Regions from separate parts of the Zea mays genome. Here region 1 is linked to region 2. A link is a contact called in public Hi-C data. All regions are on one chromosome and are shown on one strand. Each heading gives the region's core, a stretch centred on a gene start, on an enhancer-like site or on the middle of the called end of the contact. The rest is flanking DNA. Distances are from core to core; before and after follow the strand shown. Region 1 holds the start of LOC100194197. Region 2 holds the start of LOC100502393.

Region 1 (2,700 bases), core at 152-2,651, 160 kb before region 2:
GATGTAGAATGTCCCCCAAGCGTGCCAGAATGTGTTGTCTTCCGACTTTGCCGGCGAGAGATGGCATGCAACACGAGGGGACAGGAGGCTTTCAGAGCGGTTGGTGGGCACCGGTCCCTCGGTCAGTGACCCAGATTCTAGTACACGACCTGGCTTTGAAGTTCGCTAGGCGTGCCACCTGATCTATACCTGGTCAGGAAGATGTCAATGTGCTTCGAATCGGTTTCTTGCACAAACAGACACATGCAAACTTTGATTTGAGCTATGCTCGGCTCCTCGGGCTGTATCGGCTATAAAGAGCCAATTGTTTCTCGGGATCAGATTCGGTCTATGTATCAAAGACACACAGAGTTGATGGCATTCGAAACCATGCCCTACTCACATCAAGCTAATCGGAACATCCTGCGCGTAGTCGGGCCTAGCAAGCGTGACAAATGATAGAATGCTAGCCAGATCAGAGGCCTAAAAACCAGCGAGAGCCGATCCCCGGAAAGATCCCTATTCAAGCAAACGTAGGGCATCCAACACATCACCGGAATGTCCGACCCATATGTAGGGCCTAATTATGTAGATACTAAGCATATCCTTAGTGGACAAGGACTAACCGTAACCGATTAGATCTACTAGATGGAACGGAGCAAGGTGCCGCCCTCACGCTCGAGAATGTGCACTAGGACGACTAGATGCTTACGGTCGGCAAACGACGTGCGTGTATGGTGAAAATGTCGCTGCTACTCCATAGAGTCTATGATAACTAGTGCTTCTCGCCATAAAAACGCTTTAGTACAAAAAACACAAAGATAGATGAATAAGAACGACATCACCTTGATTGCGAGATGTAGTCAGGGTGGCATGTCACTTACCCATGGAAAACCCTAAAAACAGGGGCAACGATGCGCCAAAAGCTTGTGGTTGCAAACATGTGAAGATTCACGATCACACTAATGAGTGAACAAGGGTATATATTTATAGTCCAAAGACTTGTGACCTCCACTAACCCTAATGCATCTAGGTTGGACTCTATCTTTCCATCTTTAAGCTTATCGCTTAAACTAACCTACTAGATACATGGCCGATTCGGACTGGGAAATACATGTGCAGGGGCCGATTCTTAAACTTTCCTTAATTGCCCCTTGAAGCCCATTTCAGTCACGACCCACTTCCAATCCGGTTAAATTATGACGAAAATAAGTCTATAATACAAAATAATATTTTAGATTATCTTATGAGTGCACTGTTAAATTCGGTCTTACAATCTATTTATATAATCTTATTTTACCAGTTGTCCGAATATAGTAAATAGACATAGAAAAGCCATGGCCACTCCAAATTCCTAAATGAACAGTCGCTCGCTTTTCTCGACACGCTGGGCTGCTACGTGTCCCGCCAGTACTGGGTCCCACGTGCCCGCCTCCTTTCATCCTCGGCAGTCGGCACTCCCGAGTCCCCCACACCGCCGTGTTCCCCTCTCTTGTCAGTTGTCCCTTCCCCCACTTCCCTTTCCTTCCCGAAGAGACGGGCGCAGACGGCAGAGCCACCATGGCCATGGAGGACGCCGCCTCGGAGAGCAGCGACTGGGAGGTGCTCTCTGCCACCTCCGCCTGCGGGGGCGGCGACGACGATGAGGTATTAATCGTCTCTGGCGGGGGCGGCGACGTCGTCCTCGACCACTTCGCTCTCACCCCCGACACCGCAGCCGCCTGGCCTGGCGACGGCGAGGGCTCGTGGTCGGACGACCGGGGCGCCTGGCAAGGATTAGAATTATTGGATGGGTTCGATCCGATTCCGGAAGCAAGTTTCAATCTTGCAGCTGGTGTTTGGAACCAGCCGCTGCTGATAAGCGGCGTGGATGACGCCCGCGAAGGGGCGCGCAGTGCGACCCGCAGCGCAGATGGAAATCAAGAGGAGGTGGTAGCCGCTGAGATTCAGCAGGAGAGTAATTCTGTGTTTAGCCGCGGTGAATTGCGCCCGGTGCTGCAGCCGGCGTATCATGGCGTGGGAGAAACTCTGGATTCTGATGCAGCTACACGTACAGGTGCCTCGCTCCAGGGTGAGGTATCGGAGAGTTCCCTTGTGCGATTGGATGGAGGAATTGGTACTGGTGTAGAAAGATCGTGCCTTGAAGATGCTGTGTCAAGTGATGAGATCCATGGTGAACAAGAAGAGCAGGAACAAGGGAGCAAGGTTAATGCTGCCACTGGTTGCGATGAACCAGATGGAGAGGTCAAGGATGGTGCTCTGCCTCTGGCTCACACGGCAGGTACTGAAGAGGGGGAGAAGCAATTTGTTGTCTGGTGGAAGCTGCCGTTCAAGCTGCTGCACTACTGTGCTTGGAAGGTGAAGCCGGTATGGTCCTTCTCCATCGCCGCAGCACTTCTTGGCCTGGTCGTGCTGGGGAGGAGGATGTACAGAATGAAGCGCAAGGCAAGGGGCTTGCCCCAGATTAAGATTGCGTTTGATGATAAGGTAAGTTCTTCGCCACTGTTGAACACATCTGTTGCTATATTAGAATATGTATGTACCTGATTCTGGTTGTAGTCCAAGACAGCATATAAGTAGCTTATATGACTGATACGAAGACTAGAAGACTATTGATCCATGAAATAGTTTATTTGGTGGAGATAATTTGTTATGAGAATTGATGGATGGATTATGATTAATACCGAACCATTAACTTGAAACATCACAGCTAATGAATAT
Region 2 (2,700 bases), core at 30-2,529:
CGTTCAGTTGTCTGTCTCTTCGTCAGCTGCATGCGAGACCCTTATCCTTCAGCTGCCCGTCCCTTGGCGTGCAGCATGCGACCTTTCTCCTTCAGCTTCCCTCTGCGAGAGGTTAAGTAGAGGAGAACCCCTATCACTTGGTACACGAGAACAGAACCTTCAGAATCACAGTCCAGCGCAAGTGTGGGTGTTTCCATCTCGTAGCTCTGCGCGCACAGAGAGGCGAAGAGGGCAGGTGCCTCCGAAGCCTTTGCCGTTCGAGACCCTGCTCGAGGGATCGGCAATTAGGTTTTTGGGGAGCATCTTCGCGACTGCCTAACGTCCGTCGTTGTCTTCTTCACTGGTTCCTGGCGTCTTTATCTCGTATGGATGGCAAGAGAAGTTGGACAAGGATCAGGATCCTCGGAGCGCATGAGAGGGTATGATCAAATCAGTTCGTTACTGTTTTACATTCTGCATATTATATATGTCGTATGTAGCTCTGTTCTGTCATATTATAATATATTATATCTGTCTGTTTTAATTTTGCAGTCATGCTGTTTATATTGCCATCTGTTTATTTTCAATTGTTCAGTCAGTTTATATGCTTATCATATTTATATGATTTATATGATTCATATGCTTTGTGTTCTCATGATCCATATTTTTATGGATATATTCGAGATCACGATTTCTATAGTTAATTATCTTTTATATGTCATCATCATAATGTTAATTTATGGAATTAAAATGATATAGAAAATGCCTATAATTTTAACATAGATGTTTCTAATGTATTCTATCATCGTGTAAGGGCTAGTTTGGAAGCTAAAATACCGAAGGGGATTGGAGGAGAGAAAATCCTGTTCTTATTCAAAATTGAATAAGAAAGAAGGTTTTGTGTCTTCCAAACAGTCCTAAGCGTAGCTGGACCCGTGGGCACTCAACTCTACTACGCCCGGCGGCGTTACTGCGTCCACTCCTTTGCCGCGGCAAAACCCCCGGAAACCCGCACAAAACCGATGTGATACAGCAACGAAACGGCAGCCGTTTCGAAAAACCGAAGCGAAAGGTGCGGGTGCTGTACCGCGCTGAGCCTGTGCGGATCACGGGGCCACCCACCCGCGCTGTCCGTGAGTCCGTCGCTTCTCCGTTCGCGCTACTACCACTACCACTGTACCACTGCGGCTAGTAAAAAAAAGCAGCGCCTCCACCTCCACCTCCCGACTCCAAGCCAAGGCGGCCCACGGAGCCACACCGCACACCCCATCCCGCCCGGAGCAGCAAAGCATAGGTGCTCGAGCGCTCCCTCCAGAGCTCCCCGCCTGCCGCCCCGTCCTCACCCTCCTCGGTCGCCTCCCGCCGAGGCTCGGCTCCCGTCCGCAGCCACCACGTGCGACCTCCCCTCCCCTGTTCCTGAGAGTAAGATCCTCTCTCCAGTCCCGTGCTTCGGCTCCTCCGGTACCCTGAATTTCGCGGGCTCAGCGGGTCTAACGGCTACGTCGCTGCTGCTGCGCGCGCAGATCTCCGTAGGTCGGCATGGGGTGACCAGATCGGTGCTCTCCAGCTGAATTCTGCTCGCGGCTCGTCTCGGAGGCAGCGGAGATGGCGAGCGCCGGCGTGGCGGGCTGCTCAGGTTCTGTTTCCTTCACTCTGGCTGCTCCCTTCGCTTCTCTATCTGTTTTTTCCTTTTTTTTTCTTCGGTCTGCGGCGTTGCTTCGGCTGGGCCTTTGTCTGATAATAACTCCTGAGCTGATGGGTGGACTCTGAATCGATGAGAGTGTAGAGGTCCAGAGGGTCGTGGGCCTAGGGAGTTGACCCGTCGTGCGGGGAGAAGAGCAAAAGCATGGAATTCGGTACAATTTGGGACGAGCGTGCATTTTTTTCCATAGGCGGCAATGCTTTTCTTCTTAGCTTTGCCATTTGGGGTGCAGTCTGTTGACTTTTGACCGGTTCATGGGTGAATTTGCGTTTCTGCTAGTCTGCCTACTTAATGGGTTGTCTGCCTATCGTTTTTATGCGTTGCATCTATGAAATTTGAGGCGGGCAATGTATAATTGTTTAACTGTGGATCTGCAAACTGGTTTCCTTTTATAATTGGTAATCATGACGTCGTCCGTTGTAAAATTTCCATGGTTTAGTAAAAATTGTTTCTGCAACATAGATGGCCCTTAATTCTTGTAGATGTTATAGGCTTGTTGTTTTGACCGCATTGCCGACAATTTGCAATTTCTCTGTTCTGCAGTAAATTAGAAAGCAGGATCTGGGAGATTGGGCTTTGGGGAAACAAAGATGTATAGTTGTGGGTCTGTACACTTATTTTTGCCAAATTAGTAGTGCACTGCATTCCGTTGTTAAAGTTGTATGGTTTGCTCAACTATGTGAAGTACTTGGGTTGGTATTTAATTCAAACCAAAGGGGCTCAAAACTTCCCTCAAAACATGTATGGTAGCAGAGTTTTTTTTTGACGGGAAGTATTGTAGCAGAGTTGTACAATGGTTTTCATGTGAAGCAGTTCCCTAAAACAAATATGATTTTTTATTGGATCTGTGTGAATGTTGCTTCATTAGGATTATGTCATTATTACTCAATTGATTCATTATAAAAATAGACTAATTACACTGTGAAAACTTACAAAATAAAAGGCTAAGTTCAATCAATGTATGCCTTGTTCTGAATTTCTCATGAACATCTCCTTAACCAAATCAAATGCCATTGTAT

Evidence for each region. A called contact is a pair of places that touch in the nucleus more often than the background predicts.
Region 1: a contact with region 2 is called in a Hi-C map of leaf, with 7 times the contacts expected there. The contact joins the promoter of LOC100194197 here to the promoter of LOC100502393 in region 2. A contact is called at or near these places in 6 of 25 Hi-C or Micro-C datasets (ear, leaf and tassel).

Annotation. Positions count from the first base shown.
Region 1 is chr4:123,694,141-123,696,840 of Zm-B73-REFERENCE-NAM-5.0, reverse strand. It overlaps LOC100194197, which reads left to right and starts at 1,401. Exons shown (of 2, transcript NM_001139242.1): 1 at 1,401-2,466. The coding sequence starts at 1,540.
Region 2 is chr4:123,535,094-123,537,793 of Zm-B73-REFERENCE-NAM-5.0, reverse strand. LOC100502393 reads left to right here and starts at 1,279. Exons shown (of 15, transcript NM_001367000.1): 1 at 1,279-1,401; 2 at 1,503-1,615. The coding sequence starts at 1,585.